2 separate regions of the Arachis hypogaea genome follow, and region 1 is linked to region 2. The links are chromatin contacts, called in public Hi-C maps. All regions are on one chromosome and are shown on one strand. The core of a region is the stretch at or near the end of the contact, and the rest is flanking DNA. Distances in the headings are between cores, read along the strand shown.

Evidence for each region. A called contact is a pair of places that touch in the nucleus more often than the background predicts.
Region 1: a Hi-C map of an unstated tissue shows a contact between it and region 2, with 5 times the contacts expected there. The contact joins the promoter of LOC112727831 here to the enhancer-like site in region 2. A contact is called at or near these places in 3 of 8 Hi-C or Micro-C datasets (leaf and an unstated tissue).

The regions. Positions count from the first base shown.
Region 1 is chr12:99,068,624-99,075,493 of arahy.Tifrunner.gnm2.J5K5, forward strand. It overlaps LOC112727831, which reads left to right and starts at 1,343. Exons shown (of 6, transcript XM_025777747.3): 1 at 1,343-1,983; 2 at 2,332-2,407; 3 at 2,938-3,116; 4 at 3,385-3,445; 5 at 3,597-3,662; 6 at 4,451-4,760. The coding sequence starts at 1,855. The coding sequence ends at 3,613. It overlaps LOC112727832, which reads right to left. Exons shown (of 2, transcript XM_025777749.2): 2 at 6,110-6,281. The coding sequence ends at 6,265.
Region 2 is chr12:98,967,594-98,974,135 of arahy.Tifrunner.gnm2.J5K5, forward strand. It overlaps LOC112727829, which reads left to right. Exons shown (of 7, transcript XM_072209548.1): 6 at 4,444-4,497. Among protein-coding and RNA genes, the nearest start is that of LOC112727829, 11 kb to the left of the region's middle. Within about 2 kb of position 3,123, at least 1 of the 3 cell types and tissues checked has open chromatin away from gene starts, as enhancers often do.

The DNA of each region.
Region 1 (6,870 bases), core at 93-2,592, 99 kb after region 2:
ATATTCTGTTATTAATAAAAATAATTAATTTAATTTGGAATAATATAACATTTTTTATAATATCAATGTATTGCCCCACCAAAAATGAAGCTCAAATGTGGATTGGGATCCTATGAAATTTATATTCATTAAAATATTCGGGGGTAAAGTTAAGAAAAAGCTTGTAGGACTGTAGGGGAATTCTCAAATGAAGTGAAAATAAAATACTTTTATTGTTGGTAAAATTTGAATTTTACATTGAACTGAAAATTATTGAACCAATTAAATTAACCATTTTTTAAATATAAAATAAAATTAATAAAAACAAAAATACTCTTAATAAATATTAATTTATTTATTTTAGTTTAAAAATTGATTGATTAAGTTAATTTAATAATTCTCAATTCAACAGTTTTTTTATTCAATTAACATAATTATATATATATATTTAATTATATAAAAATATTATTTTTTATATTAATTACATAAATAATTATTTAAAATATTAAATATGATTGAATGACTCTAGATGATGCATTAAAATTAAATTTTAATTATAATACTATATCAAAAAATATATTTATTTCATGGTATAACTTATATGTGAACTTTTTGTTTTTATATTGGAATGACAATAGTATTTTGTTGAAATGTAAATTATTGGAGTATTATTCTTAAATGTAAAACCGTTTAATTAAAAAAGTAAAAATTGAATTGTTTGATTTGTTAGAGGTACAAAAATTAAACTTTTTAATTTGTAGAAGTACAGAAATTGGACCATTCAATTTATATTAAAAAAATTAAAAATAAAAAAATTAAATTCTAATTTATATATATTTTACAATTTAAAAAATACAAAAAGTTATAATATTAAAATATATCATTATTTTATTGGTGGTAGTAAAAGGTTGGAATTTTTTCTTGTGGGTTCCACCTCGATGACTTACTAACCCGACGTGGCTAACAGAAAAAACAGATAAAGAAATTAACAGAGTCACTCTGTTTCATTCCCTTGTCTCTTGTCTCCCACCATTTTGTGCCAACATAATAATAATAATAATGATAATAATAATAATAATAATAATAATAATAATAATAATAATTATTATTATTATTATTATTATTATTATTATCATTATTATTCACCGATAATATTCATTAATTGAGAAAAATGTTTTCTTAATATTAAACATTATATGATAGCTAATTGAAGACTTTTTTTTTTTTTGTATATTTAACACCATTGATCCAATTTTAACATATTTAATTAGAGAGTCAAATCAGTCACCAAAAAAAAAATTAGAGAGTCCAATCAAAACACGTAACACTATCTTTAACTATCACCCATGGTCAATACTTTTACATTCTGAATGAATCTCTCTCAATTTTTTTAAGACTTCACGGTGTATCTTTTCATCCTTATAAATTGGTGTGAGCACCGTTTCTTCATAATAATAAAAGAAAAAACACCCCCTCCCTTAACTCTTGTGTTGTGAGAGAAAAGAGTCTCCATTCACGTGTCTCTCTTCCTTTCCTTGCTCCTCTTCCTCCTCTTGTTTCATTTCTCGTTTCCATTACCCAATATAATAATAATAATAATAATAATAATAATAATAATAATAATAATAATAAATGATTTTTATTTTAATTCTTGCCTGATATTAAGGCCATTCTCAGGCGGTGGTTGATGTATCTTTGTGGGGTTGTTGTTGTCATTATTATTATTCAATAATAATATTATAAATTAATATAAATATATAAAGAGAAGAAGGCTCTTAAATTTAGTTAAAGGGTGTTGAAGTGATTCTGATACAGTGGTTTTAGTTTTTAAAACTTGCAAAGAGAGAGAGAGAGAGAGAAAAGAAAAGAAGAAAAATGGAAGCAAGGAAGCAAAAGGGTACTTCTTCTTCTTCATTTTCTTCTGAGCTTTTTGGTTCCAAAGAGTCTCAACCATCACCTTCTTCTGGGATTTTTGGCTCTATATTTTCTCCTCAGTCACCTAAGGTCAATGAATTTTCCTTCGTTTTTCTTTTTTCATTCTTATTTATTTAATTTATTTTATTTCTATCTTTCTGCATTTCATGCTTAGGTTGATGATGATTTCTCTTATGTAACAGATTTTCTTTTACTTTTGCATTTGCTCTTTGATTTTCTTTTTGTTGTTCCTGCAACATAATTCCAAAGAACAAAGATAAGCATTTAATTTGCACGTGAAGATGAACTAAATTCAGTTAGCTTTTCCAAGTTCTTTGAATCATCATAACAAAGTTTTCATTGCATATATATGGACTCATATTAATAAGCATCTCTTGGTGTTTTTTTTTTTAATTTTATTTATTTGTGTTGATTCAGGTATTAGGTAGAGAATCTCTGCGTTCTGAGTTGAATGGAAAAATTGCTAATGAATCATTGAAAATTCGTAATCAAGGTAAAGTTCTCTAGGCGTAGACTCAGTTTTTTTTTTCTAACATTTTTTGTTATGTTTTAAGATGAAATATTTGCCAAGATCACATAATATTATATTTTTCCTTCTATTTTCCAAATTTTCCTAATTTTCCTTAATGCAGTTGCGTGTGTCAGTTATCTGGTCCATTAATAGTGGTCTTGATTCAATTCACCCAGATAAATATAATTTTTTAATATACTAATAAGATCATAATAAAACTTATTTCGGGACTATAAATTATTTATGGACACTGACATGCAGAATTCTCATATAAAATTAATAATTAAGAATTGTTAAACAAAAATTTAGTCAAATTTATTAAATTATTTTTAAATATCAACTTCATAAATTATCTAATTATTCTTAAATATCAATTTTACAATAATACAAGTGCACGTGAGTTTTCGTCATTATTTATTGTTAATTTGACCCATTTAATTCACATACATGAATCTTGTTATTTCTTTTTTGGTTTTATGTTGTTGATGGTGTGAATTGAATGAATAATACAGATGGAAACTCGAAGGGAAATAAAGAAATGGAAAGTGAGAATAAAGCGAATGAGGATATGAGTTGGATGTATGAGGATCAAAGGGTTCAACCATGTCACCTTAGTTCATCGATCATGTATGGCGCTCAGGACATATATTCGCAGCCTCAGAGTACACACAATTCAGGATACACCTCCTCGGTGAGTCCATTCCATTAGACTTACTCTTACTTTGTCACTATATCGCTAGAAATTGACCAATCAAGTGTTGTCACGTGAACTCAACTCAATAAAGTGAAGCTTATTATAAGATAAACAATCACACAAAATAAAGACTCAACAAAAGAATGGATATCTTACAAACTAGATTTTATTTTATTTTATGTATTTTATTTTGTCTATGTTTTCAGGACTAAGAATGCCTAACAATTTTTTTGTTTTTTGTTTTTTTTTTTTTGGTGTTTAACAGCTCAAGAACGAGGGGCTAGAAGATGATTCAGGAAGTGCTTCAAGAGGAAATTGGTGGCAAGGTATATTATGTTATGTGACATATGCATGAGTTACTTATATTTTTATATCATCAAAGCATGCATTTGCAATGTGAAAAATTGATTATGGTTTGTATTGTTGTGTCACAGTTTTCCTTTATTCTGATGTTGTTTTTGTTGACTTTCTAACCAGGGGGTCTGTATTATTGAGAAGTCACTCTTCCCAACAGAGATTATATATATATACTCCTCAATCAAGGTATATGATTCTGTGAAACTATGGTCAAATGGCAATATTAGATATTTGTTACTCTTTTTTTTCCTGTAAAATCACAAATAAATCTATGAAGATTTACATTTTTTAGACAAATTAATTTCTAAAAAAATATTAATAAAATCTTTTATGATAATAAATGTGAACAAGTTAGTTTAAATTAAGACTTTCTATCTTAATTATAGGGGTTAATTTAGAAGTAATATATTCATATTTTTTATCTTAAAAGATTTTATTAGTACTTTTTTAAAAACTAATCTGTTTAAAATATAAATCTCAGGAATTTATGTGTCACTTCACTTTTTTTGTTTTCCTTTTAGACTTTTAGATTTAGTTGGTTTGAAAAGTAAGAACTCTCAGAAGTGAAAAAGAGCCAAGACTTATACTCCGGGACTTGTTTGGTTTCTGTTTTTATTCAGTTATTTGTGAAAAAATAATGATAATAGAAGATGAGATTTTGTTGTTTTCAATTTTTCTTTCATTAAATATGAAAAGATTCAAAATACTGAAAATGAAAATGAAGAATTATTGATCGAGAGGAAAATAAGAGGCAGAGGAAAAGATGATAGATAACTAATGGTTGTATTTTCTAAATAAAAATTGTAAAACGAAAATAAAAAAATAAAAACTCATAAAGAAGAAAACCGGCCTTGTATATATATATGTGTGTGTGTGGACACAAGAATTCTAGTTATATACTTATATTTCTATCCTCCATGTTCAGATTGTGATTTTTGTTGTTGTTGTTGTTGTTGTTATTCATATTATTGCAGGTATACATAGGAGGATATAACATAGCATTATAGCCCATCTTTTATTATATGGAAGAAACTATATACAGTGTAGTCAGAACTCAGAAGAATGTTGTTGTGTACAACTAGCTAATTTATGCGCTTTCAACCTTTAATTTCCATTTCTTTCTTTCTTTGTATGTAAAGATTATTATTATCATTATGCTTGGTAATCTTGTTATGATATATAGCTTTATATGTAACATTAGCTACAATTATATGTGGCTGAAACTTATGTTATTATTTTGCCCTGCTTTGTATTTCACCAATGACGACTGGTTTTGGAACAAAATAGGTGTTATTACTCTCTTCAACATTTGAGTTTATTGATAGGTAAATTATATGGTAAAGATGTAAGTTTACAGATTTTTTCTTTAATAGAATGAAAGAGAGATTAATAAGGTAGAACCCATATTTTAAATAATAATAAAATAATAAAAAATAATTATAAAAAGAATTATATTTTTTCTCTATACCACTCCAATTTGTACAATAGAATGATAATACTATAGTTGTTTTCTTTAAAGATACTAACATAGTTGGTTATTCACATTAACTAAATCTTCAACATCCATTTATTTATTCCTTTAGTCTCTTAATTGACCAAGATCAAATAATGATACTCCAATGTGATAGTAGTATCTTTAGTACTATAATCTATGTGCAAGATAATTATTTGACGAACAAAGTATTAAAACCTAAAGGCATAGGTTCATGAATCATTTTCAAACTATATCATCCAATACAATGCTTAAACCCTTCAAAGATGGTGGGTGGGTATGTGTGTTGTGGCCTCATCTATGAAAGCATAAATGATCTAGAAACATGTCAAAAAGCTTGTTAACTAAGTAGTCAATTCCATTTGTTTTTAAAAGGGTTTCTAGTCTCTGGTTTATTCCCTCATCGAAAACATAGATTTGTCCCATTCACCTATCCTTATCCTTATCTATTATTAATGGTAGCCCGGAACAATAACTCCTAAGAATCCTTCTGTTTGGCCATTGGAAAAATGATATTGGTTATTTGTATGAATTTAATTTTGATGTTCTGTGTAAAGAAATTTTATATGTATATTTTATTATGTATTGTTATATTAGTAAAAATAATTATTTTAAATAATTAATATATGAATGATTATTTAAACGAATAGATGTGATTGAACGACTGTATAATTTACACTGTTTGTATTAATATTATGTATTGTTATATTAGTAAAAATAATTATTTTAAATAATTAATATATGAATGATTATTTAAACGAATAGACGTGATTGAACGACTGTATAATTTACACTGTTTGTATTAATATTAAATTCTATTTGTATTTACTTTTGTTAAATACCATCATGAACTTTTTTTTCCCTCAAACTTTATTTTTCCTCTGTTTTCTGGTGTCTAATATAAAAAATGAGTTCATATGATAATATTTGGTAGTTGAAGAAGGTTTTTTTTTTTCTTTTCCAAAGCAGAGTGTTAAGGTAAAGATATGAGACATAGTTTCACTATTTAGCATATCTTAGTGGCAATGTGAATGGAATTATAAGATTCCAATATTATTAGATAAAGATAGGGTGAAATTAAATATGGAATTTAAAGTATAAGAGAGGTGTAGAAACATTAATTAAGAGTGAAATGGCATGGTTTGTGAAGGACAGTTATAAACTGCCAGCTATTATTATAAGAAAGTAACATTACAAAGTTACAAGGAGAATACAACAAAGTAGTGATCACATAGAGTAGTAGCTATCACAGCTATGGAGCCTTCAAATCCAGTCCTCCTTTTTTCACCAACAAATTTATGGTAGAGTGTAAGCTGCAAAACTCACCAATTTTTTTTATGTGAGCAATAAAATCTACTTGTTAGATCAAAATTGGGACTCACTAAGTCACTATTCTACACACTATCGCCAAAAAAGAAAAAAAATAATAATAAAAAAATAAAAAATAAAAAAAATTGTGAGATACATGAATACATTTTTAAAAAACTCTCTTGTTAAATAGTAGATTTTCAAATTAAATAAGTGCACATATCATTTCTATATTTTAGTGTTCAAATATTCTAATTGTCATATATATATGTACATCAAAATTCAAATTAGCATGGATTTTTGGTTAATTATATAAGTGTAAACTGTGATGCTTAGGAAGATTGTATCTAAACTAGAGTTAAACCAAATATCAATTCTACGAACTGCCTAACTTTTATTTAGTTGTAATCTGTATATATTAATTAGTATATTTAAATGGATATTTCTCCGTCATGATAGCATAACTAGAGTTAATGTAAAAATAAAAAAATAAAAAAAAAAATTAGTTAATGCTGATTTAAACGTAAAACAAAAACAAAAAAATGGTGAAAACTCAGTCGACTTCACGTGAAGTGGATAACTAAGAGTCGTTAG
Region 2 (6,542 bases), core at 1,873-4,372:
AAAAACATAAAATATATGATAAAAAATAATAAACTAAAACTTACATAACCTAAGAAGTAGAAGAATACAGAAAAAATTTTATGTAAATATTGTCACAATGAAAAACTTTATGTTAGTTATACGAATACATGAAAATTATATTTTGTAAATACGAAACTCACAAGAATAAGTAAAAGAAAGACTGAGAGAGTATCATAATTATAAAAAATGAACAAGTAATTAATACGACTAAATTATTGGATCACTGGATTAATGATTCAACTAGGAGGTTATTAGTCGAAACGTTTAACTCAATAATAATAAAATAAAAATATAAAATTATAATAATATAACAATTTAAATAGTAAAAATAAATAAACATATTTATAATTTAATATAATATAATATATAATACTATATTATAAAATTATAATTTAATATCATTATTAAATGATAATAATAAAATTATAAAAAATTATAATTTAATTGTTATTTTATATAACATATATTTTAATTTTAATTGGTATTACTTACGGTGTAATAACAAATTTGGCTGAGTAGAGAATGGAGATAATGCAGGTAGCAATGGATAGGGTAGGGTAGGTTTGGATTCAACCCTAATCTTACTTGCGGGTTGAGATTTTTATATAAACCCAACCCTCTTCTATTTGCGGGTTGAGAATATTCCAACTTTAATTCTACCAGTTCTTAACCTGCAGATACCCAACTTTATCCGTGGGTTATTAAAAAGTTGTAACATTATTATATAACTTGATGATAATTTATCAATTAATGATCTTTTCTTAGTGACTAATGATCTTTTATATTTAGTTAGGGGTCCTTAGTTCAACATCCACTTAAAACAGATTTTTATATAAGTATATAACATCTACATATATAGGATGGAGGTTGGTCGAGTAGGGTTGAGCCTCAACTTGCACCCTGCCCGACCTGCATAAGAATCATACCCATACTCTGTCCTACTATTGCGGATCAGATTGGTAACCCTATCTGACTGGATTGAATTGAGTTGGATACTCGCAGATAGAGTGTATGTTGCCACCTTTATAGTAGAGGTCCATCGTTCAAATCTTAGGTGCTACATGTTTCTGAAAGTGAATTTTCTAAAATAAATTTTATGCTAAATATAGTCACTGGATCAGTTGATTCGGTTCATCTCAGATTTTTTATTTTAGTAGAAAATTATGAATATTTTAAAATAAATTTTATGATTGTTTTATGCATATAATTTGTTTTATGAAATGATTTGTTTGAGGGTAAATATAATCTAAAAGAATTGGACACTAAAATTATGATTAACTCTTAATATTGGTTTTATATATTATTTATAATTATAAAAATAAAAATATAAAATAAATTTTTAAACTTAATAGAAAAATGGCTGAGTGCCTGTTGAGCTATGACCAGCATTTTAAAGAATAAATGTGTTATAACTGCAGCCACAAAAAAAATTGTATTCTCTCTCTATAAATTTTGTTATGTACTATGATGCGACCTTCTTCATAATAGTAAGACTTTTTTTTGTGTTGACAAGTGAGACTTTGTTTGATCTAGAGTAAATAATTATTTTGTACTACAAAAGATTTAAACGCTCATAAAACTGACAATAAAAAAAGTAAAATTAATACAATAGTCATTAAAGATGAATTTTGTTTGGAAAAAATATCCAATCATTAAATTTTTGTCAATTAAAAAATACACATAATTTTTAAAAATTGTCCTATCACATAATCTTCAATCAGTTAAAATCCTAAATTTTTCTAATAATATTAAAAAAACTCACAACTCCTCTCTAAATTCATTCCTAATAGGACATGACTACTCTCCCTTATTCTATCCTTACTCATTTTCAGATATTTTTAACCCTAAATGGTCAAAATACACATGAGAGATGACAGGAAAGAGAAGGAGAAATCAAAGAAGAACGAAGATGGAAGAAAAAGGAAATAAGAATAGGGTGAAGGGTGTGCGAGCGCTGGAAGCCATCATCTCTGTAGCAACAAATAAGAGAAAGAAAGAGATGCAAGAATGAGAGACATACAGAGAACAAAAAAAATAAACAGAGAGAAACTAAAAAAGAAAAAAAAGGAAAAGAAGGAAAAGTGAAGAAAGCGACGACAGAGGAGGGTCACGGCCGCAGTCGCCATTGAACGAGTAAAAATAGAACGAAATCATGAGCTATCTATCTTCGTTTCTTCCTCTTCCTCCATCTCCTCCCTCTTCTCTCTCTTTGTTGCTATCCAGATACGTTGTCACATTTACTTTGCAACCGCTGCATCAGTTATTATTACAGTATACTAGAAAAAAAATTGTTTAAATGTTCTTTTAATTATTTTGCATCTTTTTCTTTTTCTCATTTTCTTATAAAATCCAAATTTATGCTTCTGCTTTTGTTGTTATAGCTTTTTTTATTGAAGGGTTTTATTTTATTTTTATCCCTTTTCTTCTTTTTTTTTTCTTTTAAATATGAATTAGATAATCATATTTTGTGTTCCACTATTATGATGATTTAATTTTTTGTTTTTAAAATTTTTTTCTTAAACTATTTAGATTCAATTTATCACCCTGATTCTAATTGCTTATTTTTTTTATTATGGTTAATATAGCTAGGTTAAATTCTCAAAGAAATTGAAAATGATATGATAGGGTCAATTTAAGAATTTTATGTGTTTTTTGAACTGAATCAATAAAAATTTAATATTTAAATATTTTTGTCAAATAAAATTTATTTTTGATGGATATAACATTAGTTTCATTTTTTTGTGGTTAATTTTATCAGCGTCCAAATCTTTCATGATAAAAAAATAATTATTTACTCTCTGATCTATTTATTTTAAATTTAAATTTTTGGAAAAAATTCCAAAATCTATCTGCTACCACATTTTAATTTAAACTCCAAAAGGAGACAACAAACAAAAACCACCTAAGCCCAACAAAATGGATCATGAGAGTTTCTTTTGGAAAACTAATTATTTTGTGGTTTTTAATAAAAATGGCATATTTTAAAATTAAAAAAAAATCTAATAAAGAAGTCCGTCGTTAGCCCATTTAGGTCAATGAGTTTCTATTATGCAAGTGCAGTCTTTATTTTGTAGGCCCATAAATATTTAATATATAATTAATCCAAAATATTTAGTTCGCATACACAAAGGGGTTGGTCCTTAAAGAATCATATTGGCCCATTTGATAGTCTTAGACTCTTAGTTTTCGTGATATTTTCATTATTTTGACTATGTTGGTATTATAGAAATTATTAACAAATATTTTTTTAATTATTAACGTAGTTTGTTAAAAAGGTTTTTTTTTGTGACTTAAATAAATTAAACAAAGTAAAACAAGACAAACAAAACAAAGAAATTGTTTAAATAGAGAGACAGTTCCGTTTAAGACTATTCTGAAACTTCTCTCAAGGTGAAGGAAGCTCCACATAAGAAAGTTGTAACTTCATCGCCATCTTTGCTATAGTGTCTGCCACTGTATTTGCATCTCTCATAATCAAACGAAAGTCAACACGCCAATTCCAATGCATGATATCTCTTATTTGAGCACCAATAAATCAATAAACCCAAAACCATCTTGGTGATTAGTAACAAGATTAAACACTTCCATACAATCCGTCTCACAAATAACATCTTGTTGACCCACATCCCAAACTAAGAGATATCCTCTCCAAATAGCAAACAATTCCCCTTGAAGAATACTATTACTCTCAATCATTCCCAAACACCCCATTTGCCAACTCCCATTACAATATCTAATAACATAAGCAAAACCAACACTATCACCCGAACCAGGATAACTAGCATCACAATTAATCTTAAAAGTACCAATGGATGGAGAATTCCAAAAATCATTTAGAGTAGAGGGTAGGGACATACGTTGTAATTCAAAAATATTTCTAAGCTCTTTTTCTGAAGTTAATGCCAGATAATTTCGTAAAAACGCGAACCGATAAATTAACCGGCAGTACCGGTTTAAATCTGTTTGATACTGTGCAAGAATGATAAAAACAGTAGAAAAGCTTAAGAAAACAATTAGAATTAAAAATCGGGGGCTAATTTTAATGGTTTGGCCTAAAATTGGGTCAAACGGTCCAAAATTGCTAACGAGTTGGACCGAGTCTAAGTCCAACATATAAAAAGTCACTTAAGTGACAAATTCACCCACTTTCAGCATAAGAAGGCTGAAGGAACGTGAATGAGAGGAAGAGAGAAGAGGGTTTCACAAACACTATTCACACCTACCTTCAATTGACCATAACTTGAGCTACGGAGCTCTGATTCGCGTGCCGTCAGCAGCTACGCAAAACTCTCGCTGAGCCCGTTAGTTTCATCTAACTTGTATTGGTAAGATTTCAAAATTTTCTCTTCTTTCTGAAGCCCTAAGAATTTTTGAAAATGTAGGTGTTGATTTTGAGTGAATTTTTATGTTTTGATTGATTAGGTGGTCTCTAAGGTTGGGCTATTGGTGGTTTGTGCTCCAACACCATCGGAGAAGGTAAAAAAACTCTGTACCTTGTGAATTTGTGAAATTGATGAACCCTAAGTTTTGATTTATGATAAAATTATGTATGTCTAGCTTGAATTGTGAATTATTGGAGCTTTGGATTAATTGTTGGTGATTGGAGGCTTGGTTTGGACACAAATTTGGTGTATAACACATATTGGAAATCGACCAAAGTGTGGTTTCGATTTTCTCTATGTAATATGTAATATTTCTGGACACTTAGGCTAGTGGACCTTAGGATAGGATTAGATTAATTGTTGATAATTGTTGAAATGAGGTTGTTGTTTATAAAGGGTGTTGATTTGGAGTTAATGTTGTATGATGATGAATTATCGATGTTGAGCTATAATTGGTGGTGGATGACTATTATGATAATGATGGGTGGTAAGTGATGAATTTATGTATGAGAAATTATTGATGTGGATGTTGTTGCATATTGTTTGAAAGATTTATTGTGGAAAGGATGAAAATGTGAATTGTAGGTTGTGGAATGAATTGGAACGTATATGAATATAAATTAGATAAATTAGGACTGGTTTGGATGTAGAGCAATTGTTTTTGAATTGAGAGATTTGGTGAAATTAAGGTTTTAAGGTTTTTGGTAAAAACAGATTTTGGGCCAATTTTGGCAGATCATATCTTGAGTAACAGTTTTTGAAATTGATTAAATTTTGTATCAAATTAAAGATAATTCAAAGAGTTTTAAAAATGTATAGATTTTGTAGAAATAAGAATTTTGTAAAAAAAGATACGATCGTTGGAAGTTTGTGTCAAAAATCTTATTTCTGTGATGTTGCAGAAATTGTGAGTTCTGGTTTGTGTGGGCACGCCCACTGTTGTGTGCATGCTCTGAGCAGGGGCCATGTTTTTACTTGTGCGTATGCACACCCTGTAAAATTTTGAATACATGTGTACGCACACCCTTGTGCGCACACACACAGAGGGATATGCCTACTGTTGAGAGCGTTAGCACACTCTGGTGCGCACACACACCTTGCGAAATTTACAAGTTGTGCGTACGCACATGCTGGGAAGTGCCTTCTGTTGAGAGCGTTTGCACATATTCATGCGTGCACACAAAATGAAAAATTTTACCTTCTGTGCGTATGCACACCTCTATGCATACACACACTTTGAGAAAACTCTTCTGAGAGTGAGTACGTACAACTCAATGCGTACACACACTGCCCTGTTTTTTTTAAGAAAACCTTGTTTTTAACTGTTTTACCTTCCCGGCAAGCTTGTCAACTTCCGTAAAGCTTACCTAGGGTGTCTTAACTTATTTTTAGGCTTTCAAACATAGAGAATACCATAAGTAAGTTAACTAGATCATTTTAGGTATAAAGTTTAGAAGACGGAGTCTTAGAATTTGGAGTACTGAGGGTGGATTAGTTGAGTTAAGTGGTAGAGTACTGTAAAGACGATTGGTATGTTGAAATTATGGAGTTGTAGATTTGATGATGTTTGAGACAGAGTCTAGGATTCGGATTAGACTGAGTACTGAAAATGATTTCTGAAAAACCTCTGATATACTGTTTTATACTGAGATTGTTGAGACGCTATGCGCCTGGCAAAGACGGCTGGTTAATCCCGCTTGTCGAGGTCACGGCCGTGGCGTAAGGACGGTTGGTTTATCCTGCTTACGTTAAAATGTGAGGTCTGTGGCAGCGTATCCCGCTCACATCCTTTCGGATCACAGGAGTGTGCCCGGCACTATAGCTATGGGGGTTCCTGTATCTATATTTGTGGTCGAAAGGCGACATCTCCATGGGGATGTGTCGGGTTGGCAGTTGAACCGACGATGTGATATCAAAGTCAAATAGGACAGGCATTCATCACATGCATATTTTATCTGTTTGCTTACTTTGTCGACTTGCATTGTTTGCCTAATTGTATAACATGATTATTTGCTTCTTGAAGTTCTTGATATACATGTTTATACTTGTACTTTACTTGCATTGCTATTACTTGTGTTTTTTGCTGGGATTGAGGAGGTTCGGAAGGCGCTGGCAATGGGATCGCATGGAGGTTAGGCT